2 separate regions of the Mus musculus genome follow, and region 1 is linked to region 2. Evidence: chromatin contacts called from public HiChIP or PLAC-seq data. All regions are on one chromosome and are shown on one strand. The core of a region is the stretch at or near the end of the contact, and the rest is flanking DNA. Distances in the headings are between cores, read along the strand shown.

Region 1 (6,106 bases), core at 2,813-5,312, 540 kb before region 2:
ATAGGTCAATGGCAGGCCCGAGTCAGGGCCTGGGTTCCATTCCCAGTCCTGAAACCAGAACCAAATAAAAACAAAGTGACATGGGCTTTTTGTGTGAGCTGTAACTAGCCCGCGCAAGCTATAACTAATAATTCACTAACTAATTTTAGCACCCAGGAGGCTGATGCAGAGGCTCACTACAAGTCTGAGGTTCAGAGATGATGCCAAGAGAAAAATCAGCCTGGGTATGACAGTGTTTGCCTTTAATAGCAATACCCAGGAAAAGGGAGGGTCAGGCAGGTTTCTGAGTTCAAAATCAAGCTGGTCTACATAGTGAGTTCCAGGTCAGCTAGGGCTACACAGTGACACCCTATCTCAAAACAACAAAACAAAAAAGTGTATGTAGCTCAGTTGGCAGAGCATTTGCCTAGAATGCATGAAGCCCCAGGTTCCATCATTGGCTCCTTGTAACCCAGGCATGGTTTACATGTATGTAAGGTGGCACAGACCTGTCATCTCAGCATACAGGAGGCTGAGGCAGAAGGATCAGAAGTTCCAGGCCAGCTTAAGCTACACAGTGAGAACATGTTTCATCAAAACAACACTGAAGTAGATTCCCACCGTCTTGGTGCTGGTTCGGGCACAGCCAGTGAATCCGTGTGTGAACTCAGGCTGGACTGCCAAGTCTCAGGATCCTGTCCACACCTGTCCGCACCTGATCAGGGCATGGCCATGATCCAACGAGAACCAGGCTAAAACTGAGGGTGCTACCAGTCATGGGGGGGAGGTGGGGAGAGGCTCAGGGAGACTATCTGAGTCTAGAGAGGTCCAAATAGCTCTCTCCAGAGGACAGAGGTACCCCTGACCCCAGTCCCCAGGAAGGGCAAAAAAAAAAAAAATTAACCTTAGCATAGAAGATGCTATGGTTGCAGACCATAGGACTGAGTCTCCAATGTTGGCTGCCCTTCCTGGGATGCTCTAAATACTTAGTCTAATGTCACTATTCATGCCTGTTGATCCCAGTCCTCATTAAGTTCTCAGGCCTCCACGAGGACTGAGACTCACACTGTGCTCACAGTATGGATAGCATGCTGGCAAGAACTGGGAGCCTGTGGCCCTAAATGGCTGGTTGAGCTACAGAAGGCACAGGTGAAAGAATGGGACTCTGGGACAGATATCCATTTGTTTCCCCAGGAATGTGGGGACATTTCTGAGAGGAGGTAGGTTGGAAGGTGGCCCAGGATTCTGGGTAGGACTGAAGTGGCTCCTCCTGCTTTCTTTGTTCCTTCACGCATTGTTTTGCATAGTCTCACACAAGCAGCACCTGGTCAGGGTGGGAACCTGTTCTTTCCTGTCTCCCCCTCTACCCTTCCCCATCTCCACAGGGAAAATATGTGGGGGTGAGTTTGCTAGTGCAGGTCCAGGTGGAAGATGGAACAATGATAACCCCAAGTAAGTCCAAACTTCAAGTTGTTCTAGTAAATTCCAGAGTATTAATGGTCTCTGTGGAGGCTAGCCGAGGCTTGCCTTCGCCTGAAGGATGGTTCCCTGGTGCTTCTCTCATCCCTACACTGGGTCTGAGGTCCAGAGGTTATTATATACGAGGAGATAATGTTTCAGAGAGCCAGTCAGGGCACACTGACCTCTTTAAAGCAAGTTCGGGTCCTGAGTTACCTAAAGAGTTGGAACACAGGCTCTGCAAGACACAAAGGTTGGCCAGGTATGGTGGCACACACCTGTGATATCCTAGCCTGGGGAAGCTAAGACAGGAAAATTGTGAGTTTCCAGCCAGCTTGGACTACAAAGTGAGTTCTGGGCTAGCCTGGTCTTACTGGCAAGTTCCAAGCCAGTGAGAATCACTCAAGGAATAATGTTGGAGGGTGACCTGACCTCTGGTTTCCACAGTCATGTACACACATGCACACACAAATACACACAACAACATTTTAAAAACATATAAAACAAACTGTGTGCACTTGGTAAGGTAAGACAGAAGGATTTTGAGTCCCAGGCCAGCTTTGGCTATATTGTGAATTCTAGGCCAGCCTGGGCTATATCTTGGGACTGTTTTAATAAGATGAGACAATAACAACAGAAGCCGATCACTCAGGCCTTACTACTACTACTTGTTTCTACTTCAACAATAAAAAGTCAGTACCATGGCACCCCTGTAGTAGGCTGTCGTGATTGTTCGAAACCGCTCCTGGCCGGCCGTGTCCCTAGAAGCAAAGATGAATGGTATTAGTGACACCCTTGGCCTGCTGGATTTCTCCCTTGAGTCCCTCCTGCTCAACAAAGAGTCACCTCTGTTCCTGTGATTACACAGAAGGGCATATGGAATGATAGACCAAAGCCCTTCCGAGCCCCCTGGTCGAATGTCCCAGTGGCCTGTGCCCCCTCTACCCTTCCACGTATTAGCTCCAAGGTATGTCCTGGGGTCCCTGCAGCCAATGCTGAGGGTAGGCCGTAGTCTTGACTGTCAGAAAGAGCAGGGTGAGCTCAGGGGCTGCTGCTCCAAAGTGCATTCTGTCATTACCTGCATGAAGGAGGTTGTGTCCAGGGAGGGGGCATCTGAGTTAATGCCACCTGCATATATGGGGTGTGTGGTTTACAAACAGGTGTTTTACTGAGCTACATACTCATCTGTCATCCTGGCACTAGAAAGGCCTAAGCAGGAGGACTGTAAGTTCCAGGCCAGCCTGGGATTCACAGCAGGACACTGTCAGAGAGTAAGAAAGGGACAGGGTGTACCTGGTGGTAGTGTTTGCCTAGTACATACAAGGTCATAGTTCCATCCCTAGGTCTGGAAGAAAGTGACTTACTGAGCCCCTGGCTCTTCCTGAAGGCCCTGGCTGTCTGGATTCCACAGAAAGGCCCAGTGCTGACTCCGAGCTCTACATCTTGCCTGCAATGTTTTCTGTTATTTTTATTGTTCGTGAGTGCCAAAGCACAGGCTGGAGACTTGCAGAAGTCGGTCTTCTCCTTCTAGGTCTAGGTCTTGGGATTGAACTCAGGGTCAACAGGCTTTGCAGAAAGCACCTTTACTTGCTAAGCTATCTTGCTGGCCCACTGACTTTGAATCTTATTTTACTATGGCACAGGGGATGGAACTCAAGTGTTCTATGTATGCTAAGGCAAGTGCTCTGCCACTGAGTCCTGTTCCTAGCTCCAAATCTCTCATCTTAATGTTAATGTTAATTCTCAGATGACTTGCTGGTGGAACTTGCAGAGAACATACATGGTGAAGAATGTTAATCGCTGCCCAGGCCAGCCTTCTAGTGACTCTTCTCTTGGCTGAGAATGCTGAGCGGTGAGGTGGAAAGGGAGGAGCTGGGGCAGGAGGCTTGGCTGGCTAGGACTGTCACTTTGGACTTGGGCACAAAGGCTGCAGCATGGCCACTGTGTTGGAAGTGGAGGACTTCTATGGGTTGTAACTTACCATGTGGCCAGGACTGATGACTAGCTAGAGATAAGGGGACCCAGGAGGCTCCCCTAGAGATACTGACAAGCCAGGTGATGGCTCATGCTGAGACTAAAGAGACCTGAGCATGCCATGGGGGAGGGGCACCTAGGCTCTTTGTTCCCTCCCAGGGGGGCCTGGCTGGCTGAGTGTTTGATTACACTCTTCTGTTTGGTTCTGACACAAGTTTTCACTAGGTAGGCCACGTTGGCCTAGAACTTGCTGTGACCCTCCTATCTCTGCCTCATGAGGGTTGGGATGACAAATGTATACCACTGCTCTTTAATGTGACTTGGGTCTGTTTGCTCAAGGCTGGCTGAATTCAGCCTTCCAGGATGTTGGATTACTTCGCAGCCCACATCAGTGATGGGGTCCTAGATGCTCACAGTTTCCTAATTGACCCTGGCTGCCAAGGTTACCCCCAGGGCTGAGGACTATGAGTACTTCTGGCTGCTGGGTCTGGCCTTAGCTTTAAGGTTGTTTGTGGGTTTCAGGTCCACACACCAGGAAGTGAGGCCTCAGTTCTCTTCAGTGGAGAAAACAGGAAGTGGTGTGAGGCCTTGAAAATTTGGGGTGAGGCCATGGGCTCAGAAGGAAACCCCCAGCTGGGTGTGGTGGTGCACATTCGTCATCCCAGAACCTGGGAAGCTGAGACTAAAGACTACAGTCCCAGGTTACCTTGGGTTACCTAGCATGGTGAGACACTGTCACAAAAAAAAAAAAAAAGAGGAAATTCATAGCCCAGGATTCTTATGCTACCACCTCTGCCTGCTTGCTCTCCAAGCTCCTTGGGAGGGCCATGGCTTATGGCATATCTGCTGGGTACTGGGCCTCTGGGATCCTATCCATTCTCGCTTATGAAAGTTTCCAGAATTTTCTCTTTTAGTGTTATCTTTGCTACCTCCTGGCATGGAGTGTTCTCTCCAGGTTCAACATAATTCTCATGCAGCCCGGGACACTGAGCTCACTGATAGGGTAGCTCTTCTCTTACAAGTTATGTCTCTAACACAAATGTTAGGCTCCAGAGGCCAGCAGAGGATGGCTACCTGAGCTGGATATGAAACTGTGGAATCTTCTGAGGGACAGAACTATGTTTTCAGGGCTGGGTACTATGGAATTTTGCTCAATTGGTAGAGTCCTTGCCTAGCATGCATGGGGCTCTGGTTTCATAATATCATTGCAAAACCAGGTATTGTCACCTGTCATTCCAGCACTTAGGAACAGGCAGGAGGGTCAGAAATTTGAAGTCATCTTTGCAGCAGGATGTGGTAGCAGTATACCTTGAACCCCAGTACTCAAGTGGCAGAGGCAAGCAGATCTCAGTGAGTTGAGGCCTGCTTGTTCTACATACTAAGTTCTAGGCCAGCCAGGACTACACAGACAGACGTTTTCAAAAAACGAAAAGGAAAAGGACAGTGTGCATATGTGGAAGGGCACCAACAGCTCTGCTCCCAGTGTAGAGTCCAGCGAAGGGCCACGATTCAGGGCCCAAACAAGGCACTAGCACTCACCATATCTGCAGTTTAATCCTCTTGCCATCGAGCTCTATGGTCCTAATTTTAAAGTCAATTCCTGAAAGAAAAGGAAGAATAAAAGGTGTTATCAAAGCCAGGCCACTTCCTGGGCTACCAGTCTGGGCTACCAGGGCTGTGGCTTCTGGAAGAATCTTTCCCTGCTAGAAGCACAGCCTAAGGCTGTGGCGACAACAGTAGCTGAAGGGAAGCTGGGAATGGGAGATGCGCTCCACCTTTCTGCTGCTCCTGTCCCAGTCTCACAGTGGGCATCCTAAAGCCTTCTACAGGCTGGGGCCTGCCACCCCATAGTGTATTGTGTTGCCAATGGGCCATATCCTCTCTCCACAATCACTGCACAGCTTCAGCTACTTATATTTTTGAGAACAGAATCTCATGTAGGCAAAGGTAACCATGAACTCCTGATCCTCCTGCCTCTACTTTCTGGGTGTTGGTGTGCCTGGTATGATTCATCACACTGCCTTCTCCCAGAGGCTCTGGTTGGAACCCCAGGCTTGCTGTGGATGGTATGCAAGTGCTTTACCTCTAAGCTACATCTTAAGCCCAAGGCTTATAGAGGAGATGGAGAAGGAACAGTGGGTGCCAAAGAGCTTCCAAATCACCCTCAGGAGAGGGGACTATAGAGGGAAAGGTGGCACCACCAGGAAGGGGTCTTAAGTGACTCTCGAGCAGGGCTCTGACACGTAGAAAGAAAACCTGTGTATACCAAGTGTTCTGACACCCATCTATAATTCCAGCACTTAGGAAGTGGAGGCAGAAAGGTTAACAGGTCAGGGTAAGCTACATAGTGAATGTGAGGCCACTTATGTATAATATCAGGTCTCAAAATCAACAAAAACCATAACCAACCCTAACGGTAACTATGCCCCAAACTTGGCCTCAGCTCCAGAGCTTCCAGTGGGCTACCAAGAGCCAGAAAGACCAGCTAATGGGCCATCTATATGGTGGGATATGGCTTAGTCATGGAACTGAATGAAAGACACCCATCTGATATATTGTAGAGAGGCTCAAAAACACAACGCTGAGCGAGAGAAGCCAAGCAGGAAAGGCCACATATGGAGTGACTAGGCTGACATGAAGTGTCCAGAGCAGGCAAATCCAGAGACAAGGACTATGCCTGAGGCTGCCAGGCTGG
Region 2 (6,021 bases), core at 1,987-4,486:
CAGAGATCAATCATATAAAGTTTCTACATTGCTGGCAAGAATGTGGGGGTTTGTGTGACTGACAGAGCCAAGATAGTTTTGGTGACCTCTGCACATGTGTGTGTGTGGCTGTGTGTGTGTTTTCTAGCCCCAGAATGTTGAAGGAAGTACATGGGAGTGTTTGTTTAGGGAATTGTTCTGACTCCCAGGCTAGGACTGTTTGAAATTTCCTTTTATTTACCTAGAGACCTCCTATTCATCCCTCTGCACCCATTACAACCCTGTCACACCCCCACTCCCGTACAAAAATCATTACTCAAGGAATTCCCCAGTATTCTTTCCCTCTTCTGATTTGGCCCTGATGTCATGAGACTGAGGTGTCTGCCTGGCTCTGGCTAAATTCCAGGCTGAGGCTTTAAGGGAGCCCCAAGCTTCCCCAGAATAAGCAGGTCACAGTCATTGAAGGAAGGTCGTGCTGACTTGAATTGTATGAGAGTGGCTGACGGTCTGCATGTGACCCCAATTCACATGCATGGTTTTCATTACAGTTCCCCCCCGACTTGACAGATACCCCTATGTGGGAGGTGTCCAAGCTGAGCCCAGGACACAATAGATGGAAGTAGAGCAGAGGGCTGAGCTCTGATCTCAGGACAGCCCCAGATATAGCAATGTCCTGAAAGGAAGTTACTCCAGGGCCTGGCTGGTTGAGTTCTCACCACCTCCCCTGGTGGCCCCTCGCTGCTGGAGTCCTACATTAAAACATACTGGGGTGCAGCTCCAGAATCCACAGGTCAAGGACGGTTGGAGACTGGTTAGCCTCGCCTTCAGAAGGCAGGAAGAAGCCACAGCCCCACCCACAGGAGAGGCAGATGCCAAGGGGTGAGGGAGGCTGCAGTGTGGGCAGAAGAGGGAGGAGGAAGCGCAAGTGGAAGGGGCTGGGGTCCAGGCTTGTCTATACCCTACCTAGACTTCCTCAGTCAGGGGCCTAGGGTGGAGCTCAGCACCTGCCAATCATGCATCGTTCTAGGTTTCTTTCCCAATGCTGAAAATTTTAAAAGGCCCTGCAGTCAGCTCACCATGTCTGGGCAAGTCTGCACTCCAGTCTGTTTCAGGCCCCAGGGCCTGTCCCCTCACCTGCCCCATCAGACATGCAAAAAATCAAGTGCACCCAGAACTCCTGGGGACCTCTCTCAGCCTGGACCGCAGACCTCTCAGGTCTCAAGGGCAGCCCTGCTGGGGGTGGGGCAAGGGCCAGGGTCGGCTTGATTCTGCCCACTCTACCCATCTACCCCAGCATCTTTCAGGACCAAAGCTGGCTCTGCGAACCCACCTCCCTCTCCTCTTTACATCTTATTGTTTTAAAAATCAAATTCGGCTGAGCTGTTGGATCCGGGTGACACAGGTGACAAGCAAGAGTCCCCTGCACCCCAGAAGGTTCCTGACCCCAGCCCCTGCCATGCAGCCCAGGGAGCCCCTCTGACTCGCCTTTCTTAGCATGTGACTGCAAAGGTAGAATCCCAGTATCGTGCTTTTGGTTTTTCGGGGTTTTGTTTTTGGTTTTTTTTTTTTTTTGGAGGGTTTTTTAGGTCTACCCCGTTAGTCCAGCATCTTTCAAGATGCCCTCAATTCTCAGTCAACACGTGACTTGGGACACATACCCGGGGAGTGTTCATGAGTGCATGGCGTTGAGATGTTTTGCACTATTTTGACTTTTTGGTCTCTGTAAAAAATATTTTATTAACATTAAAAAAAAAAACAAAAAGAAAAACAAAACAAAAAACAAACAAACAAAAAACACAGAATCCCTGAAACTGGCTGGAGTTCTTGAGCTCCTTTAGACAAAACCTCAGTAGGGGCCTAGTAGGTAAAGGTGCTTGCTGCCAAACTGGAAGCTGAATTCAACCCTGGGGATGCACATGGTGGAAGGAAGACTCCCTGAAATTGTCCTTTCACCTCCACACACTAAAACTGTTGGGGGCTAGACATATGCAAAAGACTAGGCTGTCTTTACTCAGAGTATTTCTTCTCCCAGAACAAGTATACCCTGCTCGGCCAGCAAGCATACCCATGGGCACCCCAAACCAACAGAGAAGCAGAGGCCTGTTAGAAGGGGGTGGGGCACTTGGTTGTTGGAATGCCTGCCTTGAGCACAGGAAGCCCTGGGCTGTGCCCGGCACCGTGAACTAGGCATGTGCTTCTCTGTCATCACAAGCCCTGGGAGGTAGAGGCAGAAAGATCAGAATTTAAGATCACCCCTGGTTACATAGTTGGACAGCCTAGGCTACATGAGAACCTAGAAAATAATTGCACATACTCTGTGGGGTGCCACACAATGTTAGAGAAGAGCCCTGTGAACCTGGGCCATTGAGTGACATTGTCCTAGCGGGTACAGAGGAGACCCAGAGACAAGCTGATGAGTCTCAGTGTGGTAGGAGCCATCTGGTCAGAGTGCGGACAGTTTCTTAGTCCACACCAGTCACCATACCATTTGTGCATGCTCCCATGTAGTGAGTAGCTTTTGGTACCCTGCCTAAACTCTGGGAACATTGGATGTGTGGATGAAAAACATCACAGACACACACAATTGCTCAATTTTAACCTGCCTTTTTGGCCCAACTACTGGATGCCTCCAATCTGCCTCAGCTAACGTGCACTTACCAGGACACCCAGCTCAGCACCCTAAATCTGTACTCAACTTCAGTCCCAACTCAACAGTCCCAATCCCCCACCTGCAGATGCAGCCTGGTCACTCTGCCTGAGATCTCACATGGCTGGTTGGCTTTTCTCCCTCTGAAGCACGGTGAAAACTCTTTTCCCCCTCCTTTCAACTGCTAGGTTACCTGCGGGGACCCAGAAGTCTCGCCTATTCCTTCCACCAAGCAATTGGCCCATGGCATCTTTACTGATAGATCAAGAACCGATTTGGGAACAGGACCTTAGCACCAGAACCATCCCTACACTCCCAGGCCAGAGCCCTGTGATCCTGGGCCCTGGTAAACCTGATCCAGAAAACCCTAGCATCTGGGTATAAGAGGCTCTGTCTGATTTCTAGCTATCAGCTCCACACAGCTGAGAGTCATCCCTACTCAGGGCTCACGACATCATGCCCTTGGCCATGTCTCCAGGGCATTTTGATTGATGATTGACATCAAGAATCTACATTGTGGACCATTCCTAGGCAGGTGGCCCTGGACTGAGCAGAAGCCAGAGCTAGCCAGTTAGCAGCTTCCTCATAATTCTGGCCTTGAGTTTGCCTTCAAGCTGCTTTTGGCCTGCTTCATCAGACAGGAACTGAAACTAGCAACCCAGTTTCTCTGTCCAGGGGAGACAGTGACTGCTGTCACCTCCTGAAGGGCTCCTTCCCTGAACAAGTTGTAGAGTCTGTTTCTATAGGAAAACAGGCTGTAATGGCCACCATGAGACCTTGCACAATCTATCCACCAGACTCTCCCACAGCTCCTTTGTGAGGTAGGGGCATAGGATTCCCAAAATATCCACACCCACACTCCCTTCAGTGCCTGGTGGTCTGAACAACACATGCCTACAAGCCCTACTGTCTCCCCAAATCTTGACCGGCGGGGACAGGGACGTGGGGCACCAAACCCAAAGACTTCAGTGAAAACCAATAAGAATTTAATACAAACATGAGCAAGTTACCAAGACCTGAGCAGGCAAGCAGTCATCCCAAGAAGATGGTACCCACTGTCCAGTTGACAGTCAATTTGGTTTTGAAGGGACAGCAACACCCTGGCCTGCTGGTAAACACACTGCTCAGGCCAAGAGGAGCACCCCAATACAGGTGGGCACCTCAAGGCCCCAAACATATGAGCAGCCAAGGGACACCTGAGATACAAGGGCAGAGAGAAGCTCTGGAAGTAAGGGGTGGGCAAGGGAGCCCCAGCCCAGGGACACGGGGGGTGGGGGACTTGCAAGGTCATGAGTATCCTTGAACCTAGCAGTCAACCAAGGGAAGGAGAGCAATGCTCCCTTCTAGACAAGGGAAGCCCAGTGTCCTCCGGCAGACAGGTTGGAGGGTGGCTATTTCTCAACCAACTGGGAGTCAAAGGCCTGATACTCTAGGTGCTCAATAAATGCTTGTTACATTCTGTTTAGACTCTGTCATTGTGCTCAGCGTGTAGCCTAGCACACAGGGTCAATAAGACTGTTTCCACCGTAAGCATATCATGCCCACTACAAGGATAAGCACCACTGGGACATCCATCTCCAGCACCTACTGAGTGACACATAGTAGACACTTAACTCATCAGTGCTTCCTAAGACCTGGCACATAGCAGCTGCTTGGTATATTTTGCTTGATTTTTTTTTCTTATTTCAGTATTCCCAGAGCTAAGAATGGTACCTAATATACAGTAAGCCCTCAATAAATACTCAAACGGATTTTAAAAATGAGTATGTATCCCTAATACCTGACTCAGTCTGAACAATAAAAGACTGATGATCAGTTCATCACTGATAAGGGGGAATCATGCCTCTTTCATTGCTCTAACAAGAGAACTTCCTTCATGGTGGACCCAACTGACTGTGCTTGTTCCTGACCAATCTCTTGGTGGTCAGCCCTATTTCTGGCATACAGTAAGTACTCCATAAATGCTGCCTGTGTGTAAGTGGCTGCTAAACAGGAAGACATGGAGACCTCTGTGCTTGTAGAGCTCTCTGTTGTCTGCCTGAGTGGCCCTATAGTCCCAGGCAAGCACATGAAGTTTAGGTGTGTAGCAGTGGCTTTGGCTGTTTGCCAGTTGCCTCAAAGCTCATCACGGGCAGTGCTGTCCAGTGGAGACTGGAGCACATCTGAGTTCTTGGCCTCACGGCTCAGTGCTTGCTGTTCCCGCATCTTCTGGGACTTGGCTCGGTCCCAGTCAGTCTTAACCTGCTCATTATTCCACACAACTGAGGTCTCTGTGTCACTCACATAGCCATCATCCCCTGTGTAGTGTGTAGGGTAGATAAGGAGGGGCTCCACAGAGAAGGCACGCAGGTTGCGGGGAGAGAAGTGACTCTTGTATTCTGACCTATGGGAGATAGCAGAGACATAGGGGAGATGGAGACCAATGATCCAGAAAAAGACTTTCCTTTGAGTCCACTAGGATTCACCCCACCATGCCTAGCCAGAGCCCAACACTCCCCTGCCCTGATCTTCCAAGACTCAAAGACCCGAGCCTGCCACCCAAACCCCCTCAAATACCCACCCCTTCATAGCCTTCTTACATTGGGTGCTTGTCAAACATGACAGGCAGAAACTCATCAACAGGTAGCATTTTGGCCAGTGGCTTGGCAGCAAGCAACTTCTGAGCACCTTGCAGGGAGATTACATAGGCTAGCGTCCAGTAGGAGTAATCAGCCTCTACCAGGTTCCTTACATGGGGCACAGCCTTTTCAGGGTGCTCCACCTGCATGCGCTTCCGGCCCACGTAGCTGGGGTGCAGAATAAGAGACTTGTTACATGTCCCCCACCTGCCAGAGAATGCTACACAGAGACAAGGCATAAGGCTTGGCACAGGGAAATTGAACAGAACCCAAGTCAACCCAACAGACAGCAGAGCTCTGACGTCCTCCAGGTTCTAGCCTTACTTTGTCCTTAAGCTCCAGGCTCTGCCCCTGAGCCCTGGTCATGCCTGGGCTAGTACCCGAGGCTGGTGTCCCATCCCCAACCCTTCCATCAATCTCCACTCACATGAGGTCCCAGTCCAGCCCCTCACGCTCCACATCCCGCATGAGGTTCATCAGACGTCTCTTGAAGAAGATCTCAAAACGCAGATCATCCTCAAACACTAGTGATTTCTGTAGTCCCCGGTCAACCACCTGAGGGAAGGAGCCACTCCAAGTCAAGGAGACCCAGCCCCAGAACTGCTTGCTAGGAAGGAAATATGCATCCCAACCTTCCACATCCAGCTATTTGCCCACCATGCCACTCTTCTGCCTGTCTACCTGGGCTTTTCTTGCCTAGGGCCTCTGCCTGTGTTTAGCCTGTGATACTAAGAAGCCTTCCTCTTGGCAACAGGCAGGCTCCTCTTACCCTTCCTC

The links. HiChIP or PLAC-seq counts read pairs in DNA pulled down with a chosen protein or histone mark.
Region 1: an H3K27ac HiChIP or PLAC-seq map of microglia shows a contact between it and region 2, with 6 times the contacts expected there. The contact joins two enhancer-like sites. A contact is called at or near these places in 2 of 39 promoter capture datasets (the C10 cell line and pre-B cells), 1 of 484 Hi-C or Micro-C datasets (embryonic stem cells) and 7 of 115 datasets of contacts at active chromatin or transcription factors (the 230-238 cell line, bone marrow-derived dendritic cells, embryonic midbrain and 4 more).

The regions. Positions count from the first base shown.
Region 1 is chr8:72,167,332-72,173,437 of GRCm38.p6, reverse strand. Rab8a (RAB8A, member RAS oncogene family) reads right to left here. Exons shown (of 8, transcript NM_023126.2): 2 at 4,951-5,011; 3 at 2,138-2,198. Among named protein-coding and RNA genes, the nearest start is that of Rab8a, 9.2 kb to the right of the region's middle. Within about 2 kb of position 4,062, at least 147 of the 459 cell types and tissues checked have an H3K27ac peak or open chromatin away from gene starts, as enhancers often do. A contact at or near this core is called in bone marrow-derived dendritic cells and microglia, where this site is marked.
Region 2 is chr8:71,622,481-71,628,501 of GRCm38.p6, reverse strand. Colgalt1 (collagen beta(1-O)galactosyltransferase 1) reads right to left here. Exons shown (of 12, transcript NM_146211.3): 10 at 5,672-5,799; 11 at 5,206-5,412; 12 at 3,591-5,009. The coding sequence ends at 4,742. Unc13a (unc-13 homolog A) reads left to right here. Exons shown (of 44, transcript NM_001029873.2): 44 at 1-1,790. Among named protein-coding and RNA genes, the nearest start is that of Gm39195, 4.0 kb to the left of the region's middle. Within about 2 kb of position 3,236, at least 22 of the 459 cell types and tissues checked have an H3K27ac peak or open chromatin away from gene starts, as enhancers often do. A contact at or near this core is called in bone marrow-derived dendritic cells and microglia, where this site is marked.